Regions from separate parts of the Mus musculus genome. Here region 2 is linked to region 1. Evidence: chromatin contacts called from public Hi-C data. All regions are on one chromosome and are shown on one strand. Each heading gives the region's core, a stretch centred on a gene start, on an enhancer-like site or on the middle of the called end of the contact. The rest is flanking DNA. Distances are from core to core; before and after follow the strand shown.

Region 1 (3,705 bases), core at 855-3,354:
AAAGCCCCAGCTATGGTGATCAAACGCTCAGCAAACAAACAGTATTCTGCATACAGCAAGAACTTAAAAGGTATTTGCTTAAAAAAAAACACGAACAAACAAACAAATAAGAATACTCCACAGTAATCCATGTTATTGGACCAATTCCCCATTGTTCTCAGGTGTTAACATTTTATGTCCTATAATTAATTTATGCATTTTTGTGAATTTGTGAAGAAACTAGTGAGCTAAAACAAACAAACAAACAAACAAACAAAACAGCATATAGTGTTCTCAGAGAGACTGAACCGAGCTGTTGTGGATGAATTAGCCATATAGCTGATGCTGTCTGCAGACCAGACATGATTGCCAGCCTTGACACTGAATAGTCACATCATATTTTGAGCTAAATTTCAAGATAACACTTAAGATAAACAATGTTTAGTATTTTTTCCTCCCAGATTGTGAGGACCTTTCCATTAGCTAACAGGGGGAGGGGATGGATCACGCTATTCTGTCTATTTCTACAGCTAAGCTCCTCCCCCCTAACCTGCATTTAGAGCTACATTTTTTCCAGATCACTTCAATAAGTGAGAGCCCAGCAGAGAGCAGATGCAATACAAGAGCAATAAAGGAAGGAAAGAATTAAAAATCCTTTGTTCTCCCTGCAGTGCATCCATAAATCTATTAGCATTATTTTCCTTTCTTCTCTCTTCCTTTCCCCTTTCTTATTTATTTATTTACTTTTTTTCCCCTCTTACATCCCAAGCCAGATCTCCAGTTCTCTGAAGCAACCCTTAATCAAGCTCCCCAAAGGCCTACGACTGCATGCAGCAATTTCTCCCCTGCTCTCAGCACAGATGTTTCGCGCACATTCCATTACACCTACAAGCCATTACAGCTAATGGCTTATTCTGATGAAGAAAGCTGCTTTCTGCTCAGTGCAGCAAAGGGGAAAATCTCCTCCTGTACAGTTCGATCCCTGTAACAATGAGATGTGGGGGCAGGTGGCACAACAGAACTCTCTAATGTTAATTACATACTGTATTACCCCCAAATTTGGCTGGTCATTAATTATGCTAATTTACCTTGCTCAAAATTAGCACCATCAATGTGAACATTTGAGCAGATTATAGTAAAATGTAGTCTATCACGGTTGCTTGTAAAGCCTGAACCTTTGAAGCCATCCACAGAAAGATTATTGTTACTAGACAGAAAACCTTAAGGAGAAATGGGTGGTGGTGAGGCTTGGTCCCATTTGTGGAAAACATCCTAAAACTTCAGGAAGACAATATGAAGAGGAAATAATTTGACTAAGTCCTGGCTAATATGTTCTTTATTAATTGCTAGGTGTAGAAAGATTAGTTTAAAATAGAAAACATCAAGAAAAATAAGGCTGCTATGTTTTGGATTGAACACAAATCACAGGTGTTATTTTGAAACAGAATGCAGGAACTGTGGAAAATAACATTTTCTGGCAGGGTTTGGAGTTTTAACACTATGGAGTGTAGTGAGTTCCCTGTATTCATTTTTCATAGAAACTTGATAAGGACAGATGTGAATTGTCTTCAACAGCTCCTATCGTCAGAGACTGTATTTCTTTTATTTATTGCTCTATTAAAAATTAACATGTCTCCCCTTCTAACTAATGCTCAGATTTTCCATATTGATTACAGACTTAATAAAGTGTGTGAATCTGGTTAGGCTTATTTTTTCCATGTGAATTAAATAAGTACAATTGCATTTTGGCCTGGTGAAATTGATTGGATTTCAGAAGCAAATAGAATATCTTTTCGATGGGGTGAACAGCCTCCATTTCCTCTTCAAGGCTGCTATATCCTTCTATCCATCTCCAAGAAGCCATCATCATATTAACATAGATGACAGTCTGGCAAGGAGGTGCTGATCAAAGATAAATTTCACACTCGCACTTCGCATTTTCTAATTACACCATCTGTGTCAGACTCTTTCGTGGCAGTTCTGCCCAATCTGTCAAATGCTGCGTGCCTGTGGGAATGCAGAGGAGCTGAAAAAATCGCCCCGTCTCCCTCCCCCCTCCCAGCCTATCCATCACCCCCAATCGGAGCTGGGCAGAGATATTAGTCTAATTGGGGACCAGAATGAAAGTTCCAGGTTGCAGGGGAGATGAAGTGTTTGGGGAACGCAAGACATGAGATTGCAATTTGAATCATATTATAGGGCCTGCCCTAGCTTGTCTGGGAGCAGGCTGAGAGCAAGCCATGCGTGCAATATCAGGAGACCAGGGAGAGGGCAGGAGAATGCTTTTTTTTTTTTTTCTTTTTTTTTTTTTATTTTAAGAATCATGAATGAGAAAGTGTCTTCTTTCATTTCTCTGTTTCTTCCAGGCATATTAAGGATAAATGATTGTGAGCAGGCACTGATGGGAAGTGGTCATCCTTTTATTGTAAGAGTAAGGAGTTAAATAGAATGACCTAGCTGATAAGGCTAAATCTAATCTAATCAAGACCAGGCAAATCCGTCCAACAGTTCTACCTAAGTTAAAAAAAAAAAAAAAAAAAAAAAAAGTAATTCTTGGGGGATGCACTTTCAGACCTTTGGACACAATTGGTGAAATGCAAGAAACATAGAAGGCTGCTAGTGACTTTAATAATAATAATAATAATAATAATAATAATAATAATAATAGTTTTCAAATGCTTAGTAAAGTTCAATTGGACTTTGATCTCTTCTGTATTAATTTACGGTGACAAAGACCATGAAATATCAAAGAAAAATGAAATGATTGCCCTTTGAAACTAGTACCATGGCATAGCTATTTCTAGTTATTGATTTCTTTTTGCCCCAGGTTGCTGCCTTGAAGTCTTGTTGCATCTGATGCCAAGGTAAGTAAATAAGACAAATAAGTCATTTTAACTCTTCAGTGGGTGGACTCAGTTGTGTTTACTGAATCATTGGTCTGCTATCAAACCAGGAATTCCTCTCACTCTCCTTTCTTCCTCAACAGTATTATTTTTTCCTACAATCACTTTTTGTCCTACATTTCTCCATAGAGAACGTTGAGGATGGACAGAAAACAGGAGAGTCAACAAGAGAAAACTTTGCCTGTAGACCTAACTCTGCCATTTTTCCAATTCTGTTTTCTATGCATGTCATACCTTCCACTTCATAAGTCTGAGACATACACAAAAGCCTTGTGAAGATTTTCAAGCATCCCGAGAGCTCTAAGGTCACGTGATCTATGCGTTTGTTTATACCTTGTCTTGAATGAGGTGATATTTGAAGTATCTCTTTAATTATACTCAATTTGAAATTTTTCACTCCAAATGTACTCACTATCTTAGTGTCTTGATGCTAAAGGAGGACCTGTTTGTCCTCATTCTGTCCCATGGGAAATCACCTCATGAAGGAAAGGGGATTTGCATAATTCTTTGTCTTTCACATTGTACATGGTTACAATTTTATTGTTGACCTCTATTAAACATTAAGTATTAAATATTAAATAGCACCATTAAGTACCATTGGTAAATTTAATACTTGGACAGAAAGCAGAGTCTATTTGAGTAATCAAATGAGCACAAACTGGGAGCTCTGACATGATTCTACTTGTGAGGGGCAAAAGTTCACAACAACATGGCTCTTGAATAGGTCCTTATTTGTGGGAAATTGGAATCTTGTAAACAAAAAATCCATAGTTTTTCTTAGACTCTAGAAGTTTTCCTGGGCATAGCAACATAATGCAAATAG
Region 2 (3,705 bases), core at 308-2,807, 370 kb before region 1:
GTCAAAGACTCCTTGGGGTTGTCCTAGAGGGCCTAAGTGCTAAGCACTAAGATGTAAGGGATTAAAAGGAAACATACCTGAGAGAAGGTTGACTTAGTAGGTGATTAGACAGACGTTATAGAGGCAGAAAGGCTGTTTTGCTTGGATCACTTGCAACTAGATGGACAAGCCCCCTCCATCCTGGGGAGACCATGCTATGTGGTCCTTGGAGAAATCCTACTCTATTGGGCCAGGGGAAGGCAGGGAGCTAGATGGCTATAACACAGCTCTACAGTTCATCTTTGTCTTATGACAAACTCAGTTTGACTTTTTCTTTTTTATCTCTGTTAGCTTATGTGGGTTAATACTGAGCTCTAAAACTAGTGTGAAACTTCCAGCCTCAAAAAAATAATGTCTTCTTAATAAGCCAATCTCTGTGGCATTTTCCTCCATATATATACATACATACATACATACATACATATGCACTGACAATCATTTTGGCAGTTTTTGAAGCAATGTAGCAATGTATTTTATTTTGAATTCTGGTCAACATATGTTATCCAGTGGGTAGGGTGATGCCTATGTTTAATACCAATACTCAGGAGACAGAGTCATGTGAATCTCTGAATTTTTGAAACCAGCCTGGTCTACATAGCAAGTTTCAGGCCAGTCAGAACTGCACAGTAAGACTTTATGAATGGGAGACAAAAAGAGAGAGACAGAAACAGAGACAGAGAGGGAGACACAGAGAGAGAAACAGAAGGAAAGAGAAAGAGAAAAAAAGAAGAAAACCTCAAATATATACACACTCCGCATATGAAAGCAAATATGTCTGTTATTATGTGCACACTGTGTAGGTTTACTAGTATTTGTGCAAAATGAAATCTCAAAAATATCACTTGCTAACAGAAAATAGAACCTGTATCTGTAATTATTATTTGTTTATAATAGTGGCCATGATCTTATACTAGCACAGTATATTTATTATTGTATATCTTTTATAATTGACAACTTTTGACTCTCAGACCTAACATTTAAGAAATTCTAAAATCTGAAAACTGTTTTTAACACACATTGGTTGAACATTATTTTATGTAAATGAGACTTAAATGTACTAATGTTCTTAAAAGTAGATTTCTCTGCAGGAAAAATGGTCTAAATTCTTTCTTTTCAGCTTTTAAATAAAACAACACTTAGGTTCTTAGCCCTAGTGAGGAATCCTAGCTTTATAGACTCTTTTAGCATAAAATATCATCTTCCAATTTAAACAAATTTAAAAAAGAGATCTGTAAAAGACCCACCTGCACACCAATTTGCAAAGAAGTTACCATTTCCATCTCGTTTTCCAACCACAAAACCCACTGGGTTAAAAGAGAAGGTACCTAGCAGCTCAGCCCTATCCTGTGACACAGCTTGTAACACTATATGGAAAACCTTTGTCTCGATGTCATCACCCTCCCATCTTGACTAATGGCTAGTTAGTTTTGTTAAAATGCAAGGGTGATGGCGTATGCTCCAGTGAACTTCCCCTCCTCTCAGCACCAGAGACAAAAACCTGCAGCTCTGCTGTGTGCAGGCAGCCATCTGGACAGCTTTCCCTCAAAGCCCAGCCCACACCACACTGCAGGCAAAATCAGAGGGCTCCAGAGCTCTGTGGGGCTATTCATGACATACCAATTTCACATTTTCTGCTTGTAGGCTTGCAACAATAAATGCTAATGAGGACCATGAATGACAGTGTTAAAGACAATAAAAAGGTCTCCAAATCCCTTGCATATGGAGACACTGTTTTCAAAACTTCACCTTCTGTTACAGCGATGTAAGAATCTAAGGGATTAAAAAAATAATAATAACCTAAGGAAAGCAGTAAGCTGATCAAAGCACAACTGAATTCTTAAGATTGCCAGAGAAAGCAGTCTGTACAAGGCCAGCAAACAACAGATATTACCAACCCCATGAATGCATAAGGCACCGTTAGTCTCTACCTTTGTGTCTTGGACATGAAGCTCAATGAGAAAAAAACCTTTCTGCTAAACACTGACACACCACCACCTTTGAGCCTGAGAAGCAGTTCTGCAAAAATGATTATAATCAGCCCGATGCCTGTCATCATTCTTTGACTTAGTAGTAAACATTCAACGTATTTTTAAATCAGCGAAAATGCAAGCTGGTTCTCTTCTGATAACATCTATCCTTAAAACCAATCCAATAGTAGAGGCTTAGAGGAGTGGAACAAGTTCAAATCCAGGCTAATTTACAGAGCAAGATCGGAACCAGCTGGGGCTCCAGAATAAGTAATACTAAGTGTGGAACTGGTAATGATGGCCCTATGCAGGGGGATTTCATGTGAGGGTTACTTTCGGAATATTCCAAATTTCCGAAAACGAACATACATATGTTTGAACCACATGGATTCTATATAATATACATTTCTTTCAATGCAATGAAATTACAGAACAAAAACCATAAACATAGGAATATTTTAAACACCAACAAGACTCTTGCTATGCTCAGAGGAACTGTGTAGTGGTTAATTCTTTTCATTAACACAGACTTAAACACTTTCAGCAAAATCCACCAGGTGGAGCAAGGACACAGCAATACAAGAGCCCACATTTTTTTTTTCTGATCATATTTTTTTCCTCAGCACTTTTTAATCTCTAACAAACTCCCATCACCTTTTCTCCATATTGCAAATTCTTCAAATCTATACACATACACTAATTTGTTACATTTGTATGTAGATTCAAACTTTAAAAAGAAAAACCCACTTTTAGCTAGAATGAGTTTTATTACCAAATTCCATCCCTAACTGTGCTTTCTCTGTCCAGAGGTCCCAGTATAGCACATCTGCTACAGCACCAAGACAAAATGACTCCAGCGGCGTTCGCACCCATCCGCCCCACCACACTGCTGTATATTGGAATATAGAAAATACAGTAGCGCTTCAAATCTTTGAACCTCAGCTCAGTTCGCTTAGCAAATTCAGCACTTCAACTTACTAAGATTATTCATTTATACCTCATTAACGTTTTCAGAAAGTTTGTCAAGATTGCCTTTTATGTGAAAAGGTCCCTTTTCCACTGCTGTGGGTACACTGACAACAGAACTAGATCACTGGCCCAGCTGGCAACCTGCTCTTGGCCAGAGCAACCCCTACCCATCCTCTCCTCCGCCACACCACCTGTTCCTGTCCATTTCAGCCCAGATTAACAGAGCAAGCTCACCTGAAAACCACAACTAGCCATTTGTCTTTCAGTCTTTCTCAGTCCTCTCTTAGTGAACTCAGTGCCCTGCTGATAATAGCACTGGGCTGTTCTCACCTGCATTCTGAAAAACTATGGGGGGGTCGGGGGTGGGTCGGGTGATAAAACCTAGCAAAACTTGGGGAGCTCAGGAGGCAGGGTGGGGCTTTAGTGAAGAGTCTGTTTGTAGAGAGTGAGTTATGAACACTGACAGTGGCTAAAAGTATATTTTTATACTACTTTCTCCACGTGCATATTGATGGTGAAGAAAAACTCTGAAGGAAAGGCAGGAGGATGCTACATAAATAGACAGGAGCAAACCTGCAGAGAGGGTGCACCAGGCACAGGTGCTTAATGCCTGTGAGCAACAGACCACCAGGCCAGGTCAGTCGCCAGGTACACCAGGCTAGACCAGCTAGTTAAATGATTATACACTTGCCCATGGCGCAGTATACAAATATTCAAACACATATTATTT

Evidence for each region. A called contact is a pair of places that touch in the nucleus more often than the background predicts.
Region 2: a contact with region 1 is called in a Hi-C map of cerebellar granule neurons, with 3 times the contacts expected there. The contact joins two enhancer-like sites. A contact is called at or near these places in 1 of 15 datasets of contacts at CTCF or cohesin (pro-B cells), 2 of 484 Hi-C or Micro-C datasets (the HPC-7 cell line and cerebellar granule neurons), 1 of 115 datasets of contacts at active chromatin or transcription factors (astrocytes) and 1 of 9 other capture datasets (embryonic tail).

The regions. Positions count from the first base shown.
Region 1 is chr4:13,406,755-13,410,459 of GRCm38.p6, reverse strand. No RefSeq gene overlaps it. Among named protein-coding and RNA genes, the nearest start is that of Gm46881, 110 kb to the left of the region's middle. Within about 2 kb of position 2,104, at least 27 of the 459 cell types and tissues checked have an H3K27ac peak or open chromatin away from gene starts, as enhancers often do. A contact at or near this core is called in cerebellar granule neurons, where this site is marked.
Region 2 is chr4:13,776,898-13,780,602 of GRCm38.p6, reverse strand. It overlaps a transcript of Runx1t1 not described here. Among named protein-coding and RNA genes, the nearest start is that of Runx1t1, 6.0 kb to the left of the region's middle. Within about 2 kb of position 1,557, at least 41 of the 459 cell types and tissues checked have an H3K27ac peak or open chromatin away from gene starts, as enhancers often do. A contact at or near this core is called in cerebellar granule neurons, where this site is marked.